3 separate regions of the Gasterosteus aculeatus genome follow, and regions 2 and 3 are each linked to region 1. Evidence: chromatin contacts called from public Hi-C data. All regions are on one chromosome and are shown on one strand. Each heading gives the region's core, a stretch centred on a gene start, on an enhancer-like site or on the middle of the called end of the contact. The rest is flanking DNA. Distances are from core to core; before and after follow the strand shown.

Region 1 (4,261 bases), core at 1,536-4,035:
TGTGAACTGTGAAGGTTACTGCTGTGAAATTCAGTCATCCCTCCGCAGCTAGTCTCATTGATTCATGGGGACCTAAATGTCAGCACCAGCAGGGCCGAGGACCCTGGTAACCCCCCCTGAGAGTGAAGGGTGATGAGGCTAACGGCAGCGCGACCCACATCCCCGTCCCAAAATAGCTGGCTTGACTCCGACACTTTCAAAAGACAAGGAGTCATTGATCAGGGGGCTGAAAGAATATGATGAGCTCAGATAAAGGTACTGTGACGCTTTTCTGATGTATTCTGTGCTTTCATGGATTTGCTTGAAAATGAAGGATTGGGATTTATTTGACCAGGCAATAGACGTGCTTATGATCAGCATTTATTCAAATCCCTCCCGATCCACACTGTCTCATTTCTGGATTCTGACTGATGCCTCGATATTTACTTCATATTCTGTTTATATATTACATACAGTGTGACTTAATGGGGGGCTACATAAATTTCATGTCATCCGCGAGCCGTGCTTAGAATTATTGACCCGCCAGCTATTGATTTGGTGTCTTTGTTCATGCATTCATGGGTAAGTTTAGTGCTTTGATCATTTGGTGCGTTATGCTAAGTCTACATCAAACACAGAAGACAAATCGATGGCTCTTCACTCGTTACACGAATGATAATGAAATCAGCACGATTGCACGGATGCGGTTGATTGATTGTAATCCACATCCGAGGGTTGTTGGGGAGGCGCTCGGCCTGGTTGTGATATTTCATGATCACGTCCGCTGGCTTGTGTAAAGAGGTAAAATGATGTGGGAACTCAAACTTACCTTTGGCCGGTGAGCCTGAATGTGTGTGTGTGTGTGTGTGTGTGTGTGTGTGTGTGTGTGTTAGGACCGAGGCTCTCGATCAGAACTCCACCCTAAACTAGATATTTGTTGTGAACAAGATGCTCAAGCTGTCCAAGAGAACATGGATCTTCTGCCTCACCTCCACTAAGGCGACCAATCAGGGGCCATGAACTTCAGACGATCAACATGGCAAAATGTCAACATGTAATCAAAGTTCTGATAATTAAGTGTGAGGGTAACATGTGTGTCGGTACCAAACTAAATTATTGCGGGACTTGTTGGACCACAGGTGTCTGTTCAATATGTCATCACAATTAGTTGGGATATTTCGGTCCGGTCCAAGGTGGTGGACCCATCCATAACCTCAGTGGAGCTTTCAGTGACCTCATCCTGGTCGTAGCCGCCTGACCATGGTTAGCTTTAACACTGGACACAGATGAGTACAGATAACTAAAGTTGTATTTTAAAGTCATACCTGGGAGACAAGGCAAGGCAACTATATACATGGGGTTTTGTAACACCACACACACACCTACACACCCACTTTACTCTTAACTACCTCCATGGTTCATACAGAGCAACCGTCCCACTCAGTATATTAGAATAATGACACGGCGAGCCCACTTCTAGTGAGGGGGATGAGGACACCCGGCCAGCTCAACAACAGCCGCGGCAGAGTGGATAACACACAAGTGTGAATAATACCTTCACAACTAAGCATGAATCTCCTCATACGGACACAATTTTTCAAAGATCTTGGTGCAGGCTTTGTAATCTGATGCATAAAGATGAAGAGATAATCTGAAAATGTGCAGTCACTTTGTTAAACTGAGGTTAAATCGGGCTGGGACTGTGCTTGCATTGTTGTTTTTTCCCTTTGTGGCAGATGATTAATGCGCATGTGGTGCAAAATGTCGGTGAGTTGACTTGTAAGCTAATTAAAATCAAAGACCTCTCAATAAGTAAAATGTATACATTTTTCTGCATCTTTTACGGTCCTGATGAATTGCAATTAAATTCTACTGAGTGATTTACGGCTGATTTTAGTAAAAACAACAACAACAACAACAGTAAAATCCAATTAGTAAGCCAATGGAATGTGTTGGAATCAACTTAATATGGTTACGAGCTACACATTGTCTATTGTACATAGGTTAGCAATATGTATTTGTTAAATATGAATTAACCCCAATTGTAGTTTTTTTTACAGTGTTGTTGAAAACCGTGTGAAAATGTAATTAGACACCAGATCGGTTCAACAGATCAGAGCAAAACGGATCTGAAGTGTGTGACTGAGCAGATTTATAGGTAAGGACTTATCTATTTTACAGCAGCTATTCAGAAAGTGGGGGAGCCACAGCTGGCACCCCAGGGTGTCCCCCTGTATGTCTCCACAGGGAAGAGCTTAATCTGATTACCAAAGTATTTTACCATGAGCTCACGAAAACAAATGTGTAAACACGTTTTTCCACAGCTAGACTTGAGGCTAGGACCTTCTAAAGTCTAAGTAAACCCCCAAAACTGCAAGTGCTCCTGAAAGCAAAAGGAATTGTCTTGTGTTAAGCTGCTATTCAGTTAGTGAGGAGATTGGGGGGTTGGGGCCTGACATTTACATGATAATTAGGGAACAACCACTTTCCCCCATTAAACTCCTTTTTTTTTTTTTTTTTACCTTGAAATGACTAATTTTGCTCTAAGAAAGTTTGAAAAAAACACATACAACTATACCATTAATGTAAGGTACCAAAAAGACTGTTGCTCAGGCACAATAAAATAGAATGTTATAACCTCAGCCTGCTGGTGACCACTCGTGTCTCCTTGACATCCCCACCGACGCACACGCAGCCTCACCAGCGAAAATGAAAACGCACAATTTATTGTCACGATTACTGTAAAACTGCCGGTTGCAATTACCACCGAACACAACGGGAGTCCATAAAGATAACATGGCCGAGGGGCCACGGGGGGCCCGAGGGGCCGGTGTGGGGGTGGTGGTCTCACCGGCGGTTCGAAGTTGCCGCTGAACGGAGGGGGGGGAGACGACGACGACGTGATAGGCTGAGAGGACGAGGCTGGGGAAGAAAGGAGCCGAGCGCAGTCAGTAGAGCGGTGCCGCTGGAGAGCCCGAACGTCGAGCGCAGCCTCCGGCTTTTTCAACGACGACGACGACCAAAAACAACAACAAAAAAACCGGGACGCGTCACGTTTTTTATATTTTTATTTATTTATATTTGTATTTATTCAGTTCTCGTCGCGTCGTCGCCTCGAACAGGATGTAACTTGCGGGCGCGAGCTGAAGTACATTCATGCATTTGGAAGGAGCCGGGAGCGAGTGCGCGCAGACGAGACGCCGAGCTGTTTTGGCGAATGGAACTTATTGCCGTGCGTTTGTTTTGACTATGGACTATTTATCCCCAAGCGGCTCCGGGTCCAGTCCCTCTCTGTCCGTCGTCGACCCTTGATTTTTTTTTTTTGGGGGGGGGTGGGGGATTTACATCCGAATAGTTTTTAAAGGGAAAACGCCGAAGGAGGATTCTGCAAGAGCCAGCGAGCTTCTCCCCCCCCCCTACAGAGCCGGGGATTTAAATCGTCATTTGGTGGTGCTCCGAGACCGAGGCGAGAGTCAAAAGAAAAGAAATCCATGTGGCCATTCTCTCTATAGCCAAACATTTTTTTGGGGGGGGATTGCATAATGAGCAAGGGAAGACCTAAGAGGAATATCATTCAAAAGAAATACGTAAGTAAAGCAATCGCTATATTCAAGTTCTGCCTCGCTCGTTTCGATGAAAATGCTCGAACTTTGGAGTCGCGCACTGTGAAGGTTACCAGCGAGGCTGCTGCGTAAAGGTGACGACTGTGAGCGTGCGAACAATTACATGCTTTAAAAACATGCATTTAAAGGGACCGCGATGTTTATTCAGGGTCCGCGCTGCAGCGTTTCTTCCACATCAGGCGTGTTTGAGGCTATTTGCTTTGAGGGGGGGGGGGGCGGCTTCGCTCGTCTTGACTCGTTTTAACGCGTGATGTTGCTGTGTGTGTGTGTGTGTGTTTGTTTGTGTGTGTGTGTGTGTGTGTGTGTGTTTGTGGGTTCGTGCTCGGTCTCCGGCTATGAGATAAAGCCGTTTAAAAAAGGATGTGCATTTCGAAAGACTTGGGCAGGGGAGGGGGGCAACTGTTTCCAGAAAGGGGCTTTTGTTCGCGGCCCCTCTCCGTCCTCCCCGGAGCCGTGAACGCGAGCCCGTCGGCCATGGCTCGGCTCGGCTCGGCTCGGCTCTGCATGGCTCGGCTTCCATTTCGTCCCGATGCCGCATTTCACCCCACGAACCGAGTTCTTTATACCGTGACGCGATCTGAGCACCCGTCACCTCGCCGAAGCCTACGTGCAGAGTTGTGTTCAATGTAGGCGGTCTGTCCCTGTGTGTGCGTGTGTGT
Region 2 (3,917 bases), core at 1,020-3,519, 39 kb after region 1:
TGTGATGGTGTTGCAGCCAGTCATCTGGGGCCCACGTGTTGGTAAAAGAAAGAAAGGAGGAAAGCTTAAGATGGGGCGGAAAGCGGGTAGTAGCCGGGTGAAGGCTGAAGTCACGACTACTGGATACAGCAACCCAAGCTTTGTTAAAATAACATTTCTCCTGCATTGATTCATCCATCCATCTCTCCATCCCGCCTCCTGCAGGGAAACGTGTGTTATTCTAACACACGTTTTGGGCCTGTTTTTGTAGAGCAGATTGCAGCTGGAGCTTGGCCCACATTCCTCTGCCTTGACATCCGCACAGTCTACAGCAGCGCGGCGCTAATAATAGAACAGCCAGTGAGAACACACACCCACACACACAGTTACATGTGCACGTGAATGTTTACATGCGTTAGCTCAAAGGTAGTGTGTATATATATACTTTTTTCTTCTTTTTGAGACTGTATGTGTGTATATAGTGTATATCATTATGAATGAACCTTAATTTGACCCTTTTTAAATTTCTGGTTTCCATCTCTTCTGTACAGTGAACAGTGATGTTAGCGTGTCTTTCTGTGTCACACACACACACACACACACACACACACACACACAGCTAGAGCACAACACACCGGCCCTGTGATCCCCTTAAAGGAACAGTGGGAATAAAAGCACAGTAGGAAATTTCACTCATACTTTGAGTATTTCTCAGAATGCTGGTGTTGCGCTGCTGATTGTTCTGCCGTACTGACTAAACTCTTACGTATCCCACTTTCTCTTTCCACCTTCCCACTTCCCGTTTTGTCTATTACGCAGTCGATGCGATCCACTTGTTTCCCCATCAGCTGTCAGTTATTGGATTTGTCTGCTGTGGGGGGAGGAATGTTGAGTACGCCTGGGGTTATGATGTGGAACCAGCTCCCCTTTTCATCCAGTTAGACCAGCAGATACAGATGCAGTGATGGATTGACGCCGCTCAGACTCTTGACTTTTTATCCTTTTATACTTAACATTTGCTCTTTCACTGTTGATAAAACAGTTTTTCTTTTTTACTTGACTTTGAGTAGCGAAGATTTCCATTCGTGTTTTGGTAGACGGCTTGTGGAGTAAAATGTTTGAATTACCCCAGCGTTGTTGCAGCGTGCGTGTGCGTGTGTGTGTGTGAGACAGTGGAAGAGGTAGAGGCATGCCCTTAAAGCACAGTAACTCCATGGATGCATAAAAGGTATCCGCCTGTGTCTTTGTGTGTTTTCTGCGGGTCGGTGGGATTACCTGTGTGTACCATAGGGGGGGGTTGGTTGGGTTGGCGGGTGACAGTAGGCACATAGTGCTCCTGATGCATCACTGGGCTACACACACACACACACACACTCTTGTGTGCACAGAAAAGGTCCCTGCGCTCATTAGTGGGATTCCACCAGCCTGATGGGAGCTGGACGGGGTCTAGTGTGTGTGTGTGTGTGTGTGTGTGTGTGTCGGTGCCAGGTAGCACTCGGCTGCTCTGTGTAAGAACTGTCTCTAAAGAGCTCTGGCAATACCTCAGAAATATGCACACTGCGCTGTCTGAGAGTCTGCGATGCAACACGATTTGGTCTCATCGCGTATTTGAGTAGATGTTTCCCCTCCTCTGTCATGCTTCACTTAGCGCTCTGGCAAGCAAGAGCGTCTCCGGAAGGATTCTGCATGTTATTCCTGTCCATCACTTCTTTATTTACTTATTGTCGTACCTGTAGAGCACATAGATGTAGGCGGGAACTCGCTTTTGTGGACAGCGAAAGGAGAGCAACGCCTTGAGATGGGGAAACCCCCTCGAAGGTCAGAAAAATAATTAACCTGCAGTGTTGGTGGCGAGAACCCATTTACAAGATGACCCGAGATGACCCCCGGCGAGGTTTCAGGGCACGGCAGCTGTAATAGAGCCGAGTTTTAAAACCTGTTCTTCCCCCTCAGCTGATGAAACGTCACTCAGCATTTTCTTCCCTTCTGCTCAGATGATGTCTTTTGTTGCTATGTGTACTTGGAGCAGGAACTCTCGCTGGGCCGCTGTGAGGAAACCTGAGGAAAAAGAAATGCAGATTACAGCACTTCTTTTGTCTTCTTAGTACAGCCGTGCGTATGTGTGTGTGTGTGTGGACAAGGATGCAATCGAAACACTATATGTATATTGGGTTTGTAACCCACAGATATAGTGTGTGTTCATATGTGTGTCACCGTGCATTTGGCCCTGTGACACTCTACGAGGGGAAGGGTGCCAGTGAGCTGTCTCACTGTGAGCTGTAATTGCTGCTTCCCTGGCAGGCTTTTGCACACGTGCTTGTGCACGCGCAGCCGACCCATGCGCAGAATGGATTAGATGACATTAACCGCAGGGGAAAATGGAATAAATGAATACTTGCACGACCTCTCTTGCTGGCAGTGACAGTGTGACGGTCGCGGCCGCGCGGCGCGCGCTGCACGCCACCTCCACCGTGGCTCGGCTTCCTGTCCGTATGCGGGCTGTCACCAATCCGCTCCATCATGTGCAGACACGCAGCGTTTAATCGTGCTTTTAATTTTAATCAGCTTTTAATCTTGCCCCCCCCCCCGCCCCCCCACTCACCACCTTAGCTCGGCTGAGGCCTCATCCTCGATAAGCGAGCTTATTTTCATCTGCTGAAGAGACGAAGAGCGAACAACACAAAAGCACGATAAACAAACCGAGTCTTCAGCCCTGTCAGAAAATATTTGGACTTGTGAAATGAATCAAGTGAGTGAATGAGGTCGCATCATTTTTCGTAGGAATCCAGGAGCCGTGCACACCAAATTCTTTGTGATTTGACTGTGATTGAAACCCTCACCCACCTGTGGCTTTCAATTTGGCTTTCTGTGAATTAGACCGTAAACAGTGGTGACACAGCGAGGCTCATCTTGGTCTACGGTCACTCACACAGAGTGTGTGTGTGTTCATTTCAAAGTTTTGCAGCTATGATAAGCCGTGAGGCGCTCGCACTGATCAGAAAGCATCATTTATCCATCATCACAGCGTGTCAGCACTGGACCACGGTGCTTGCTGGATGAGAAACGTTTTGTGTTTAATTCATTAACATGCATTAGTCTTCTATTTTCAGCCCTTCCAGCTGAAATCCACACGCCCCAGAGCTCAACTAGAGAAACGCTATTTCCAGTTGCCATCATTTATTAATACCTCTTTGTTGTCGCTCATGTCCTAATGTCATTTCCTTTAGTCATTAGCGTTGTTCGACATCAAACACAGCTGCGGCAGTAATGCGCGTAGAGGAAAGGGGGAAGAGAAGCGCGGCTATCGCTATCGGACGCTCGCTAAAGACCCTTTTTCACGTTGCTCGTTGCAGTTGAATGTTGTTTCTATTCAGCCGCTGAAGTTCTCAGTGCGAGCAATGTCGTTTGTTGAATGAGGTTCTAATATGCTGTACATTTTGCCGTCATGTTGGCCATGTCTCGGGGAAGGATTGTTGTGCGTGTGTGTGTGTGTGTGTGTGTGTGTGTGTGTGTGTGTGTGTGTGTGTGTGTGTGTGTGTGTGACTTCTGGTGACCTCTTTGACAATAACCTCTTCTGTCTCACTCGCGCCCGGAGAGATTAGCAACACATGAACTCGCCGTCCCGTGATGATTTCTACCTATTCATTACCACATCGCTCTTCTATAGTGGCATTGAGCGGAGCTGCAGTCCTTTTGCTCATTGTTATGCAAATGCTTTGCCCTGTGTGTAGCTGCAAGCTAACGCTGTGTTATCCTAGTGTTGTGTCGCGCTAATGTCGCGATACAGCAAGAAATGGCAGGGAATGATTTTACACAATGTTTTACGATTGTGTTACGTTTTCCTTGTGTGGCCAAAGGGGGCTTGTTCAGATTTGTTTTGGCACCACGACTGATAGACACTTTTTTTTCCCTTTGCTGTTATTTAAGTGATGAAAGAA
Region 3 (3,891 bases), core at 179-2,678, 63 kb after region 1:
TCCCAAACCCCATCGGTGAGGATTCCTGGGAGCTGTCCCAGGTCAAACGTTCAGTGTTTATAGACACACACACACACACACACACACACACACACACCTACACACCCGCTGCAGTGTTTGCTTTTCTTATCTGGTAAACAATACGCATTCACCCCACAAGGCTTCTATCATGACTGCAGCTGACAGCTACATAAAAGCAGTTAAAACGTGGAGCATTTCAGTCTGTAAAGTGAGCAACAAAAACTCTTGTGTCAGTCCGTGTTGTGAAAACACAATTTAAAGGGATGCTTTAACGCCGAACACATTTCCCCATTGAGCAGCTGAATGTCGGTACTATCGGAAAACGGTTCAAACATGAAACTGCGCACAAAAGGTAGTCGGATTACCTTGATTAACCGCGTCGTTAGTTCCGACAATAGAGTTTCGTTTGTTCAAATATACTTTCCTCCTTTGGCGCTCTGAGCACCAGAGGCCGAGTGTGATCCGTTATGTTTTAGAGGATGTAGGAAGGGATGCATTCAGAGAGACGGTATCTCCAAAGCCAACAATCTAATTGAATAAATAGCTCTATAATTATGAGGGAAAAGATGTATTGTATGATTTCTGCGGTGAAACAGTCCCTTTTTAAATCACAATGTCACGATACCAAGTTCAGCTTTCACAACAGTTGTTTATTTTTTGTTGCTTATTTTACAGCTTCAGATCAGTTTTATGTGCTTTTTAGCCCTCAGCATGACGTCTCACTCATTCTGCATGATACTCTGGCTCATTTCTCTATCCAAGTTTGTAAAAAAACGTATTCTCTCGGGATTACAGCCCCCACATTAATGAAGCGGGTAGCTGCTGTATCTGAAGACAGCATTCTGATGCAACGTGGGAGTAACCGGACAGAGAAGTAAAAAAAACAAAAACAAAAAAAACCAAAACAGGATTTGTTTCTTGTGTTTTAAAAGGATGCGGATCATGTGTGCTCACCACCCACACTGTCTACGGCTGGTATTCTGTATTTATCTGACTGCTCATCTCGTCCTCCTGCAAACACACACACACCAGCGGAGTGCTCAGGCCATGCCCGTGCACTCAGAATGGTGTTTATGTGTGTGGTCCAGGCCTGTCGTTGCTCTGTTTATATCCACGGAGAAAGCCATTTGGGTGGAAGCCAGACAGTCCGCCTCTGGCTCCGTCTACCTCTGGTAACACGCAGGGTGCACTGATGCCGTCGGCCAGTTGGGGGCAGCACTGCCAGCAGCAGAACGTGGTCTATTTCTGGCCCACGCCAGGTTCTCCCCAAATGAAGCTGCCCACTGTTTAAGGCAATGGCCCCAATGTTTCAGGAAGGATCGCTGTCATGGATGTACACTAGACATTCAAGTGTCAGTGGTTACACTCTTACTTTGTTGTTTTCTTGCATCTTTAAAGTATTCATCAATATATATCGGGCACGGTTTGTTTTTTTCAGGGCTTCTTTTCACATCCACATAGAACAGATAAGAACAGATTAGGGTGTAAATGAATAACTGTCTGTGCACACACACACACACACACACACACATCCTGGAAAAGAGTCCCTTACATAAGATCCATTTTAAGGAGTGCGCCTTTCTTTCCAATTGTGTGCGTGTGTCCGTATTCCAGCAGCGCGTGTGTACCGTTTCCACCTAGTACCCCTCTGGGCCTTCTTCCACGCTCGCCAGCGCCAGCGGGGTGCCTTTCCTCTCCGGTTCAGCGGGTTCCTCTGCTCTACTTGCATAACCTCCGGCACTGACCTGCTGAACCAGAGACCTCAGATTCTGAGTATGTGATCACACATGTGAGCAAATGTGGACTTTTCACATCTGGTTTTTGAGGAAAATACTACCAATGCCGGGTACTGGGCTTTGGGACGTCTGTCTCTGCAGTGGGGTTGTTAGATGTGAGTTTTGTTTGATGGTGTTTTTACTGTGTGTGAATCAGCTTTAACTAAGAGCACATTTCTGCTCCTGGGAATAGGGTTTCAAGTCTGACAGCGACTCATGAGGCTCTCGAGTACATTGTTGCTGTGACAAGTGAATTTCCCTCAGGGACCAGGAACTTTTCTTTCTCTAATGTACGATTGCTATTTGATAAGCCTGAAAGCTACAGTTGTGACTCTCTTGTCACTCACGATGCAGAGGTCGGTCACACAAGCAAGACAGATTCAGCTTTTTCCCTCAAGTGCACATCCACTGTTTGTGGGGTTTGTGTTCTGACATCAAGAAATGTAAATTGGAAAAGTAATCCGTCACCCTCTCAGTGGCTTGTACGCTTTCTCTCTACTGTTCCTTCACTATTGACTTATACACAGTTTGTCAGCGCTCAGCTGTAGTAAAATAACCCACATAGTCCTTTCTGACCCCAACCCTTAAAACCTCCCTCCCCCTTCCTGTGCACTCACGTGGCCCTTTCAGTGTGTCCCCACGGCAGCTAAAGCCTCCTGATTGACTATTTAAATAGTCGTCATTGTTTCAGTTTCAGTTAAGGGGACAAAAGAGAGCCCCCCGCCCCCCCCCTCCTCGCCCATCAGCCACCCAAGAGCCCCCTTAGAAAATGACAATTCCAATAGAATGTTTGAGACCTAATTATGATTTGTCTGAGCACGGAATGAGGTGGAGGAAAAGGTGGTGTAATTGGGAGGGGGGCCTTCAAGAAGCACTGGGATCTGTCTTTTTATGCGTGTACATATATGGGCATGCACGCGTGTTCTCTGTGAGCTGGCCGGATGGAATTAGGGTCTCCGGTGGTCCTGTGTGTCGGTCTCTTTGTGTCCCAGCTGCATTTTGGGGATCTGAGATCTGTGCTGTTGTTGCATCTGTTTCTATTGGACGTCTGGTTCTGGTCTTCTAGCGCTCTGCTGCTCCTTGCAGCCTTTAAAAGAGGAGAAAAACATTTCTGTGTTTCATACATTTGTTCTATTTCACACTCCGCTCCACCCCTTCCCCTTTTCAGTTTCTACTCTGTCTGTTCTTACCATAAAAATGAATGAAGGTTTTCTTTTCTTCCCAAACCCAGAAAGCTGCCCAGTTAAACTGTTTCCCAGAAGTATTGTTAAGTTGCACACTCACTTCCTGCAATATATTTCAACGTTTTTATCTCCACTTCCCTGCAGTTCCTAAACAAACACACGCACTCCTCCCTCCATTTCTAGCCCCGGGTGCCCCTGTGGTCTGTTTGCTATTGGCCCTCTGACCCCTGTTCAGAGCGGTAAATTACAGCCATTTAGCTAATGAAGCAAGTCATTAGAAGCTGATTGGGTCGTGTGTGTGTGTGTGTGTGTTTGGTCTGAGAGGAGCGTTTGCTCTGTCGCCAAGATGAACGAGGTGTCTGTGCGTTGTGCTTCTTTGTGTGGCGCTGCGCAGTGGCACGCAAACATCCGCCATTCCTGCAGCCCGATACACAAAATCAGAAAACATTCAAATAATAGTACACAAATATGGAGTGTTTTGAGTTGTCCTTTCTTTAAGGCAGCTAAACGACATGTTGCTGCTTTCCCAGACAGCAGTACATTGCTCTGCTTTTAGGTAATCCACTGAGAGTAGGTAAGAGCCTTGTACAACCGTACTTCAAATAATCCCAACCAACTCGCCGTAACAAGTCCTTTCTCATTAGGAAAGCCCGGGTCAGGAGGTCAGGGGGTCATTTATGTAGTGAGTGTCTACGCTCACTTACAAATGTTTCTGAGCTCGTCTCCGCTGTCCACTTACAGTGTAAATGTGTATGTTTCTGCACATATATTCATTTATGCTCTCACTCTAAAAGCGATATCCAAATCTATATAAGGACCTCAGGAACTATCTGTGAAGCTGCTGATTCTAACAATAATTAAGATATATTCCTGAAGTATTCTTTTATAAAATATAGTAATTCTATAATAAT

What was found. A called contact is a pair of places that touch in the nucleus more often than the background predicts.
Region 2: a contact with region 1 is called in a Hi-C map of skeletal muscle, with 1.9 times the contacts expected there. The contact joins the enhancer-like site here to the promoter of jarid2b in region 1. A contact is called at or near these places in 2 of 6 Hi-C or Micro-C datasets (skeletal muscle and whole body).
Region 3: a contact with region 1 is called in a Hi-C map of liver, with 1.7 times the contacts expected there. The contact joins the enhancer-like site here to the promoter of jarid2b in region 1. A contact is called at or near these places in 3 of 6 Hi-C or Micro-C datasets (liver, skeletal muscle and whole body).

Annotation. Positions count from the first base shown.
Region 1 is chr10:7,376,415-7,380,675 of fGasAcu3.hap1.1, reverse strand. jarid2b (jumonji and AT-rich interaction domain containing 2b) reads left to right here and starts at 2,785. Exons shown (of 19, transcript XM_078081402.1): 1 at 2,785-3,566. The coding sequence starts at 3,522.
Region 2 is chr10:7,337,528-7,341,444 of fGasAcu3.hap1.1, reverse strand. All of the region lies in intron 1 of jarid2b (jumonji and AT-rich interaction domain containing 2b), which reads left to right. Among protein-coding and RNA genes, the nearest start is that of LOC120826105, 5.9 kb to the right of the region's middle. Within about 2 kb of position 2,269, at least 5 of the 9 cell types and tissues checked have open chromatin away from gene starts, as enhancers often do.
Region 3 is chr10:7,312,093-7,315,983 of fGasAcu3.hap1.1, reverse strand. The region is part of intron 5 of jarid2b (jumonji and AT-rich interaction domain containing 2b); the gene reads left to right. Among protein-coding and RNA genes, the nearest start is that of LOC120826105, 20 kb to the left of the region's middle. Within about 2 kb of position 1,428, at least 4 of the 9 cell types and tissues checked have open chromatin away from gene starts, as enhancers often do. A contact at or near this core is called in liver, where this site is marked.